2 separate regions of the Oryctolagus cuniculus genome follow, and region 1 is linked to region 2. A link is a contact called in public Hi-C data. All regions are on one chromosome and are shown on one strand. The core of a region is the stretch at or near the end of the contact, and the rest is flanking DNA. Distances in the headings are between cores, read along the strand shown.

Region 1 (4,604 bases), core at 1,450-3,949, 54 kb after region 2:
ATCCACCTTGAGCCGGGTGTCACCTCCTGTCTCTGCTTCCCAGGGGTGTGCGAGGGCTGAACCCTGCAGCAGCCGGCACCGGCCCCCCCCCCCCACCAGGGAGCTAACCACTGAGTCACACAAAGCTGGAGGAAGAGCCCAAAAGGAAGGGGGGGAGGGTGAGCTCGTCCCCCTCCCCCAAACCTTCCCGCCCTTTGTCCACCGGGGATTAGGTTAACCCCTAACGCGCCAGACCAATCAGAGCTGCTGAAAAGCTCTCTCTGTGGATGCAGGAGACAGAGTCCCAGGAGCCCCCACCCTGGTGGTCAGGCAGACCCTACAGCCCCAGCATCGGCCTCTCCGGCCAGCTGTCCAGGCAGTCCACGGCCAGACAGAAACCTCCCTCTCGCCCAGTCTCCTTCTGGGGGCAGTGCTGCCCTGCCGCTGTGAGGTGGCAGTGACACCTGTGAGGCCGGAATCTCGCCCTCCCCCGCAGGCAGTACCTGCTGCCCATCACACGCAGAGATCTGCGGGGTCCCCGCAGGGAGCTGAGGGGCAGAAGGGGCACAGAAGTGTCCCCAAGCCCTCAGAAGGGCAGCCAGGCCGGCCCCTCTCCACTAACTACACAAGAGTCTGCGGCACCCCGGGCGGGCGCTGGTGGCTCAACTCCCACCCCGATTTTGTCACCCCAAGGCGAGTACCACGTGCTGCAGTCAAGCCCCCACCCCCAAAACACGACACTCATCTTGCTAGGGCAGGATGTCCTCTCTGGTTTCTTCCCTGAGGATTAGGGAAGAACACACACACACCCCCTTCAGTGCCCCCAGCCACTGCCGGGAGCTCGCGGCTTCCCCGGGGACACAAAGGGTTAAACCCAGGCGAGAGGACTCGGTCGGATTTGCCTCCTAAACGCATTTTCCAGTTCATTCCCCAGCACAATGTGCCTGGGCCGGTCCTAGCCTCCGCCCCCACCCCACCCGTCAGAAAGGGCCACCGGGGCCACCCCAGGGTCCGGCGCCGGGTTAACTCCTCGGCTGCCGGCGGCCCGCACCTCGAGGAAGGACGCGCGGGGCACCCTCGGGGCCCCTGGGGAAAGTGGGTCATGCGGCCACCTGGCCCGCACGCAGCCGAGGCGCCTCCTCCGGGGAAGAGCCCCGGAACCGTGCGCGGAGTTCCGCGGAAAAGCCCAGTCCCGCGCGGTGCCCGCGGCCCCGGCCTGCGCCGCCGGGAGAGGGAACCGCAGGTGAGCGCGAAGCCGCTTCTGCCGCAGGAGCCCGCGCTGGGGCGACGCGCGGCGGGAGGGGCCCGAGCGACCCAGGGGCCCGCGAGAGAAACGAAGCCCCCCGCGCCCCTCCAACCGCGCAGCCCCGCGGCTCGGAGCCGAGCGCCTCCCCGCCGGGGCTGGGTCTCCGACCGGGGACGGCGACTAGGGCGCTTATTTTGCATTTGTGTAACATGCGGTGTTTCCAAACTGCCTCCCGGGCTGAGAACTGGTTATTAAATAAATAGAACGCGATTACATATGATTATTTTTGTGAAGAACTGCGCGGGGAAAGTGCTTTCTCGCTGCACAGAGACGTGCATCCGACTGCTCCCCTGCAGGGCAGGCTCCGGGGGCTCCCCGGCCCCTCTCCCTGCCGGGCCGCCTCCCAGCCCCTCACCCGAGCCGCGACCCAACTTTCCCGGCTCCTTTCGCTCCCTACATCCCCCCACCGCCCCCCGCCCCGGCCGTGCCCGCCATCCGCTGCCGGCGCCGCGGAGGCGCTGGATGGGGTGGGGGGCGACGGCGGCGACCGCGCTTACCTGGGAGGAAGAACGCGGTCAAGCCGAGAGCGAGTCCCCACCAGCGTCCAGCGGCGCCCGCAAGCCCCATCCGAGCCATCGGGGGCCGGGGGTCCGGCGGGGAGAGCGGCCCTCGCGCTCCAGAAAACAGCCCGGAAGACGAGGGCGGATCGCTGGCGGCCGGCGGGCGCTGCGAGGATCCAGGTCAGCAGCGGCTGTCGGCCGGGGCGGGGTGCGCTGGGTGCGATCGGCGCGGCCGCGATCCGGGCCCCGGGCCGCCGCCGGCTCAGAGGCTCGGCAGATGCCCGCCGCAAGTTGCACGAGTCATGCCCCCTTCGCCTCCTCCGCTCTCCGCCCCGCGCCGGTCCCCGCCCTCTTCTTCCACGCAGAGCCGGGCTGGGGAGAGGGACCCACCCCCGGCGCGCCCGGCTGCCCGGCTGCGCGGCGCGGGCTCCCGGCCCCCCGCGCGCTCACAGCCTCCCGCGCGGCTCCCGCCTGCAGGCGTCCATGGCCGGCCGTCCTCCGAGGGTGGCGGGACGAGCCCGGGCGGCGAGCGGGGCTGGGGCCCAGGCGGCGGCCAGCGGCCGCGGCGGCTCGGGCGGCCGGTCCGGGCGCGAGGAGGGCGAGCCGGGGTGCGGGTCCTCGCTGCCTGCGCTGTGCCGGGCGCCGGCGACCCGCGACGCTGTGGAGCTGCTCGGGCGCCGAGTGCAGCCGCGCTCGCCGCTCTCGCTCTCTTTCTCTCCTCACTCGCCGAGCCCCAGCCTCTCAGCCGCTCGCCCGTGATGTCAGCCCGAGGGGGAGGGGTTAGCGTTAACCCCCTCGCGGCTCCGAGGCGCGCCCGGGCGCGCGCGCGCGCCTCCCGGCCCGGGGCACCGGCGCTGCGGAGCGAGGGCCGCGGGGTCCCGCTCAGGCCCCCTCGCGCCCTAGATGCCCCCTCGGCCGCCTCTGACAGGGGCAGCGGGCCTCAGGGCGGGCGGCGCTCCTCGGTCGCTGACAAAGGGAGGCAGTGACCCCTAGCGGCCGGCGTCGGGGCCGAAGGCGCCGGTGGGGGTGGAGTTAAGATGGGGCGGGCGCGGAGCAGCCGCGGGGAGAACCCCGGAGCTGGCGCGGTCCGAGCTGAAAGGGCTCCCGCAGGCCCTCACTCCAGCCCTGGCCCCAGCTGACAGATGAGGAGACGAAGGCCCGAGACCGGGCCCGGGCGGGGCTGAGACTAGAACCCGGGAGCCAGGGCTCATTCCTCGCTGGAGAGGCAGCCGGAAGAAGGCGGTGGGCATTAGCGGGCGAGGTGGCGCCACCGAGGTTTCCAGTGGGGTTGCTTTTCCAAAGCCTGAAGCGCCCCCTCCCTTCTCCTAACAGAGCAGGAGACGGGGCTGTGCCCTGGGCCCGAACCTCTGCTTTGGACGAGTGGCGGGGTCCCCCCCCCCCCAGGGCAGGGACCCTCCGCCCCGTCGCGGTCACTGTCCAACACCACTGACAGGGTTTGTCCCTAAAGAGCGCCGAGCACCGCCCCCACCCCAGGACCCCAGGACCTGGTCAGACAAGGTGCCCTTTGCCCGCGCCCAGCCCTCCCCCGCGCAGGAGCAGGGGACAGTGGCCTGTTTCCCATAAAATGTGAATTCTAGATCCTGAGAGTAGAGAGCGGGAGGAGGAGGGGCAGAGACAGCCTGGCATCCCCGCTGCTTGGTGCCTGGCCCCCGAGTGTCTTGGTTTCTCCCTGAAGTAGTCAGATTCTGCCCTCAAGTGAATGGTGCCATAAAGGTTGACATGCCATAAAGGTAGCCTGTGTTTTCTTTGCACCAAAGCGCCCTGCCAGGCTTGGGGAGACTGAGCCATGGTCATTGCCAGAGAGACACTCGGTGTAGACGGGGAGAGCAGTGAATGCAGACATAGAAGCGGCAGAACAAACGCCAAACCTGCTCTGGCATGGGTTTGGTGGGTCCCAGGGGAGTGCCCTGTTGAGGCAGGGCTGGGGCTGAGCCAGGAGTCGGAGACATGGGGAGGCGGTCAGGAGACTGGCCCACTCACTCAGCTCCGCAGGGCCAGCATAAAGACAGGCAGGAAGCTGGTGAGTGGGGCCATGGCTGCTCGGTGATGACCTTGGCATGAGCCTTGAATAAAGGCGGGCCTGTGGCTCTGAGTGGTGCTGGGTAGCCACCAGGAGGGCTTTAGAATGCCCTAGGAACTCAGTGGCCGGGAACCTCCCACGCGCTTCACGGGCTGGGCTGAGCTGGATTCATGGCTGTGGCCTCCGACTCCACTTGGCATGCCATAGGAGCTAGGTCAGATGGGTCAGGGGTGATCCCAGGGGCACCAGGTCTACCCGTTCCCAACCAGTCCATCCTTGGTAAGGCTTCTTTGATGGGCTGCTCTTCAATGGGGTGCAAGACAAGGCTGCCTGCGGCTGGGGAGGGTAGAGAAGGTGCAGCCAAGTCCCACCTGCCTCCGTATCCCTGCGTTCTGCAACCTTGCATTGACAGTGGCAAAAAAAAAAAAAAAAAAAAAAAAAAAGCCTGTACCGAACACCTACAGACCTGTTCTTGTGATTTCCTAAGCAATGCAGTGTAACAACTATTTGCTGAACATGTACTTTGTATTAGGTGTTATAAGTCATCTAGAGATCATTTAAAGTACAGGTGCTCCTGGACTTGCAATGGGACTATGTCCCAATAAACCTATGGTAAAGTCAAAAGTATCCTACCTCAAGCCATTGTGATTCAGGGACCTCTTCTGATATGGGAAGGTGTGGGAATGGGCTATATGCAAACACTAGGCCTTTTTATGGGAGGAACTTGAGCACCCTTGGATGTTGGTGTCTGCGGGGGGTCTGGAGGCAATCCCCTCAG
Region 2 (5,030 bases), core at 2,143-4,642:
GCAGGGTGGAGATTCTAGGAAAGAGGAAAGGCTTTCCTGGAGTTCAGGCTGGCAGGGCTCCTGAGAACACAGGGGCCTGGAGAGTGGGAGGCCGTTTGGCCCAGGTCACGTGGCTGAGCCGGGCCCGGCCCTGGGCTCCTGTGCCCGGGCCTGCGCATGCAGGAGCTGGCAGCCGGAAGCGCTCCCCACTTGTCACCACCCTCAGGTCACTGTTTACTGAATCTCTGCTTATCTGCTGAAGAGTCTCCTGGGGGCCTGAAGCTTCTGCAGGCTCCCCAGGTCCCCGTTTGTTTACTGCCTTAAAGGGGCCTGCACCTGCTCCCCAGGAGGTGGGAGGAGGAGCCCCGCCCTGCTGCACTGTTAACCTGCCTGCTCCCTCTTCAGGTCTCCCGGATGTGAACCATCTCTCCCTCTGCACCTGCCTTCTGCTCCACCCCTCCCACACCCCCCGCTGACCCCTGCACCCAAGGGATCGGCACACGCGTACTGAGCATCTGTCTGGCTAGTCACAGGATACAAGCATCTCACAGCCTAGCTGGGAACCGAATGCCACTCTGAGGCACAGAGCCGTGGGAGATGTCAAGGGAAAAAGCAGAGAAACGCTCGGGAGTGCAGCAGAACGAGAGCTCCGGGGCTTGGAGTTAGGAACTCTCCTTGGAGGAGGCTGGACTTGGCCCAGCCTTGAGGGATGCTAGGGACCTGCAGAGGCCAAGGGGATAAGGACGGCACCAGGGTGGGAGCTGCCTCTTCTCCTGACACAGGGTTCCTGGGTCCCCGGCTGCCCTCGCCCAGGGCTCTGTCTCTGGCTGCCTCGCTGGGCTCTCTCTCTGCTCCATCGGGCTCCCTGGAGGCTCCACCCGTGGATCTTCCACCCTGACTCTGCTTCCTTTCCTGGTGGCAGACTGATCTGCTTCATTTATTACCTTTATCCTGATGGCTGTCGCCCAGCTCTGGGACTTTAACTCCAAAGGCCTCTCGGATGCCATCTCCCCAACTGTGGCCCACAGAACCTCCAACCACTTGCTCAGAGGGTTAGCAAAAGCACTGGGCTCAAGCACTCGGGGAAACGGCTTGGGCAAAGCATGAGTCCCCCAGCTTCTCCTGCATGTGGGATGCAGTGTTTCTCCACTTACCAGAGCAGGAGCCCTGCCCTTCACCCCTGCCCGCCAGGGCCGTCTGGCAGGGACACACACGTTTGAAAGAGAGCCCTCTAGTACATCCTCATGTGGATTTCTCACCTCCAACCCAAAACCCGTCTCTCCCACCTGGTTCGCCATCTTCCCTCCCACACTTCTCCCTTCAGCCTAAGCCCCCGAGTTCTCCAGTGCCACCACCACTGGGGACTCCCAGCTCAGAATCTCATTCATCTTTGACACCTCCTCCTTCCCCTCCTGGGCCAAAGTCTGCGGTCACGGTCACATCTCACTGACTCTCCCCCATTCTGCATCTACCTCGTGATGCCGGGGTTGACTGCAGGTCCCTGGACCTGTCACCTTCCTGGTCACCCCACCCACAGCCCCCAGGTTAATTTTCTTTTCTCAAAGACCAGCAAGGAATGCCCGACTGCGTGCCGGGCAGGACAGCCTGGCCTGCAAAGCTTCTGCCAGGCAGCTTCGCCTTGGGTCTGGCCAGCACGCCTTCTGTGCTGTGCTCCTTGCCCAAATCCGTTTCTCGGTGCAAACCTTTGCTCACGGCACTCGCGCCAGGCCCGCGTTCTGCTGGCTTCTGTTGCAGGCGTCTCCTGCCCTTTCCTCTTGTATTTTCATGTCCTAGTGGTCTGCACCTCTCATTCTGGTTTGAACAATGGCTGATTCCACTCCATTAATCACACACTGATTTTGCCGGTCTAAATGGCAACTAAATGCAAATTAGGATTTAGCACGATGGGCTCTGGTCCTTCGGCCAGTTTTCAAACAAACAGCTTGAGTTCTTCTCTCCTGTAGGCATGAGGCCAGGGGTTGGGGGATGGCAGCCTCACGCAGATCTTGGGCTGACACGTTGCTGAGGGGGGCAGGTGTGCACCACGTAAGTCCCACTGTAGCTACTTCCGTACTGTTTCCAACAGCAGGGACCCAAAGGAAGATGCCACTCTCCTGCACCCTACTTGCCTGGGTGGCCTGCTGTGACCCCCCACAGGCATCTGGGCGGGGTTTATTGTTTCACGAGAGCGGCTGGGGTCCCAGACTAGTTTGTGAATCAGAATTAGGGAGCAGCACCCTTCCCTGCTTGGAACCCTGCAGTGCTCCTGTTCACACACAGCGAACGCCCAGAGTGCTCTGCGGGCCCTGCACTCGGTCCCCACTGCCGATGTCACCTCTCCCTGGCGGCCCTCTTCTCCGAGGTGTTCCTGTGGCTCACTCCCTCGCCTGCTTCAGGGCCTGGCTCCCACACTCGCACCGTCACAAGCTCCTGTGTCCCTGGGATGCTGTTGCCTCTGTTGCTTTCTCCACCTCCCCTTCGCCGTGACTACGCAAGCCCTGCAAGGACGGGTACGAGGGCTGCTCCGCGCACCGACGCATCCCAAGCACCCAGCTTGCCCCGCGTGTGGCCATGGAAGAATAAACTCTCCAGTAGCCAGCTGTGCTTCAGGGGTGAGCCTTGCCCCAGGCAGGGCCGTTGTGCAGCAGACACGCAACCGGGGACCTCACTGCACTGCTGTGCGGGACAGGAGCACAGCAGCGGCTTGGGGCGGGGCTTATACTGGGTTTCTTTCACCTCAGGCCCTCTGGTGATTCCCCACCCCCCAAGTCCCAAGGAGGGTTACTCTTCTCTGGGCATCTTTTGGCTACTCGGGCAGCAGAAGACTTTGGCATGGAGATGCTGAGCAGGAGGCCGAAGAAGCAGGTGCAGGAACCCAGCTCACTCGCAGGCACAGGGGCTGTGGTGTGGAGTGGAGCATCCTCCCCTCTGTCTCCAGCTGTCAGGGTCAGCCAGTAGCCCCTGTCTGTGCCAGCAGCGCAGCTGCAGCTGGGGGCCCTAAGGGCTCCCTCACGCCCTCGGAGAGGGGGCGGCCACACCCCTTTCCTGAAGGCTCCCTTCTGGGGTCTCAGCCTGGCTGGCGTGGTAGAGCTGCAGGGACTCCGCATTCCTTTGGGGCCCTGAATGACCTGGGTGGCTGGTGGGGATGAGGAGGCTGGATGGCTCTCAGGTGGCATGAGGGGTGAGGGTTTACAGCCTGGATCTAGGCTCTGGGAGGTCTGGGGTCAGAGACAATAGGGACCGGGCTGGCTTCCAAAGCCCTTGCCTGGCGCTTCCTCGGGCCGGAAGATCAGGGCGGGAAGCCGTGTGAGAACTACACCTCCCAGCACGCAGTGCGGCCGGCCGCAGGGCGGGTGGCGCTCCTGTCCCCTGCAGCTGCAGCAGCTGTGCCTCTTGTCAGGCCAGCAGGCAGGGCCTGGGTGAGCTGGAGGAGGACGGGTCCTCCCGGAGGCCGGGCCACAGCTGCGCTCTCGCGCTCTTAGCCGCGCGGCCATTTGTCAGCCTGCGGGAGGGCACGTCTGGCTCCGGCTCAGCCCTGAGGACTCCTGTGTGCACGCTCGGCAAGCAGGCAGACAGCAGCTCCTGGGAACGCACACGGAGGTGCATACCCACACTCAGGCCCGGGCATGCACGCTCGCAGGCTCACACCCCCTGCCCTTCTGCGTGGACACCCACCTGGAAAGCCCACCACCTGTGGTCTGAACACCTCCCCGTCCCACAGGCAAACTGCTGCCATCACCCCCCTGGGATAGGCCTGGATCTCAGTGGAAACGCTAGTGTCTCCTTCCCTGCCCTGCCCGTGGGAGTGGCAACAGGCTAGGTTCCTGCCAGAGGCTTGGCCACTCTCTTTCTGACACCCCAGGGGTAGATGCTGCCTCATTTGGTCTCCTATAGTCTGTAAGCACCACAGCCTGGGTCCCTTCCCCTCCCTCGGGGTTCCCTCCCGAGGGAGAAGGGAGAGGTGCTTGGCTGGACCCCCCATGGCCGACAGAGAGATGGCCCAGCCCCTTCCATACCTGCCCACTGTGCTACCCCTGGAACGAGCCCCCTGCCTGGCTGCCCTGACCCCCACCACTGCTATCCACGAGTCTTTGCAGGAACCCGGCACACACACACACACACATACACACACACACTTGTCCCTATGGCGCGCCCCCAAGGGCTGGCTGCTCCTGCCCCACCCCGGCTGCTCTTCATTTCCCTGTCCAGATGTGCCCAGGGCAAAGCTATTACCCAAGTGGATGGCCAGAATGAAAAATTAAATTTCCACTTATCCCTCTCGCTCATGCATTCCCTGCAGAGCGGCAGGGCTGGGAGCCCAGGGCAGGGTGGGCACGGGCTGACGTGGGATGAAGGGTAGAGAGGTCAGCGGCTGCGAGGAAATGACTTGGAAGCACGGACAGCCTTGAAAAGGCTCAGGCCCCTGCTGAGTCCTCCGGAGCGGGGGCGGCCCCCAGAGACCCTCCCCCGGGGAGGGCCAGCCACACAGCCCCTGTGCCCGTCAAGGACTCAGTGTGTGTCATGCTTTCCTGGCTCCTGCTTAACTGCGCTGTCACCAATGCAGTCATGTTGCGTCCCTCTTCCAGCTGGAGCCCTGGGTGGCCCCGGACCATCTGTCCTCCAGGCCACACTGCTAGTGTGATGATGGCTGTGGGCAGGGTGGCACATGCTGCCACCTGGGCCTGACCACAGATCCCACGGAAGGTGCCACAACAGCCGTGTCTCCTCCCTGCTCCCTGCACTTGAAGTCACCTGCCACCCCCTCCTCCGCCACTGCTGGGGGGGCTTTGGGAGAAGAAAGACCACTCCCCTCCTGCCCTGGCCCTGCCTCTGGCTGGGCATGGCACACCGCCTGGCCTGGAAGGGCCTCTGGTCGGCCCTCTCATGCTGGGGAGCAGGGCAGGTTGCTCCTGGTTTTCTTTCTGCAGACAGCCTGAGTGGTGGAGGGGAGGCTGTGGGGGCGGTCAGTGGTCCTCCATGGGGGCGGGGGAGGGGGACGCTGGCCTGCAAGACTGCGAGAAGCCTTCAAGGAGAGGCACTTGTGGGCTGCA

What was found. Hi-C and Micro-C count contacts between places; a contact is called where the count stands out from the background.
Region 1: a Hi-C map of an unstated tissue shows a contact between it and region 2, with 2.3 times the contacts expected there. The contact joins the promoter of NECTIN1 here to the enhancer-like site in region 2. A contact is called at or near these places in 3 of 6 Hi-C or Micro-C datasets (ear pinna, liver and an unstated tissue).

Annotation. Positions count from the first base shown.
Region 1 is chr1:112,214,025-112,218,628 of mOryCun1.1, forward strand. It overlaps NECTIN1 (nectin cell adhesion molecule 1), which reads right to left and starts at 2,700. Exons shown (of 10, transcript XM_070047241.1): 1 at 1,783-2,700. The coding sequence starts at 1,861.
Region 2 is chr1:112,159,724-112,164,753 of mOryCun1.1, forward strand. The region is part of intron 5 of NECTIN1 (nectin cell adhesion molecule 1); the gene reads right to left. Among named protein-coding and RNA genes, the nearest start is that of NECTIN1, 54 kb to the right of the region's middle. Within about 2 kb of position 3,393, at least 2 of the 8 cell types and tissues checked have an H3K27ac peak or open chromatin away from gene starts, as enhancers often do.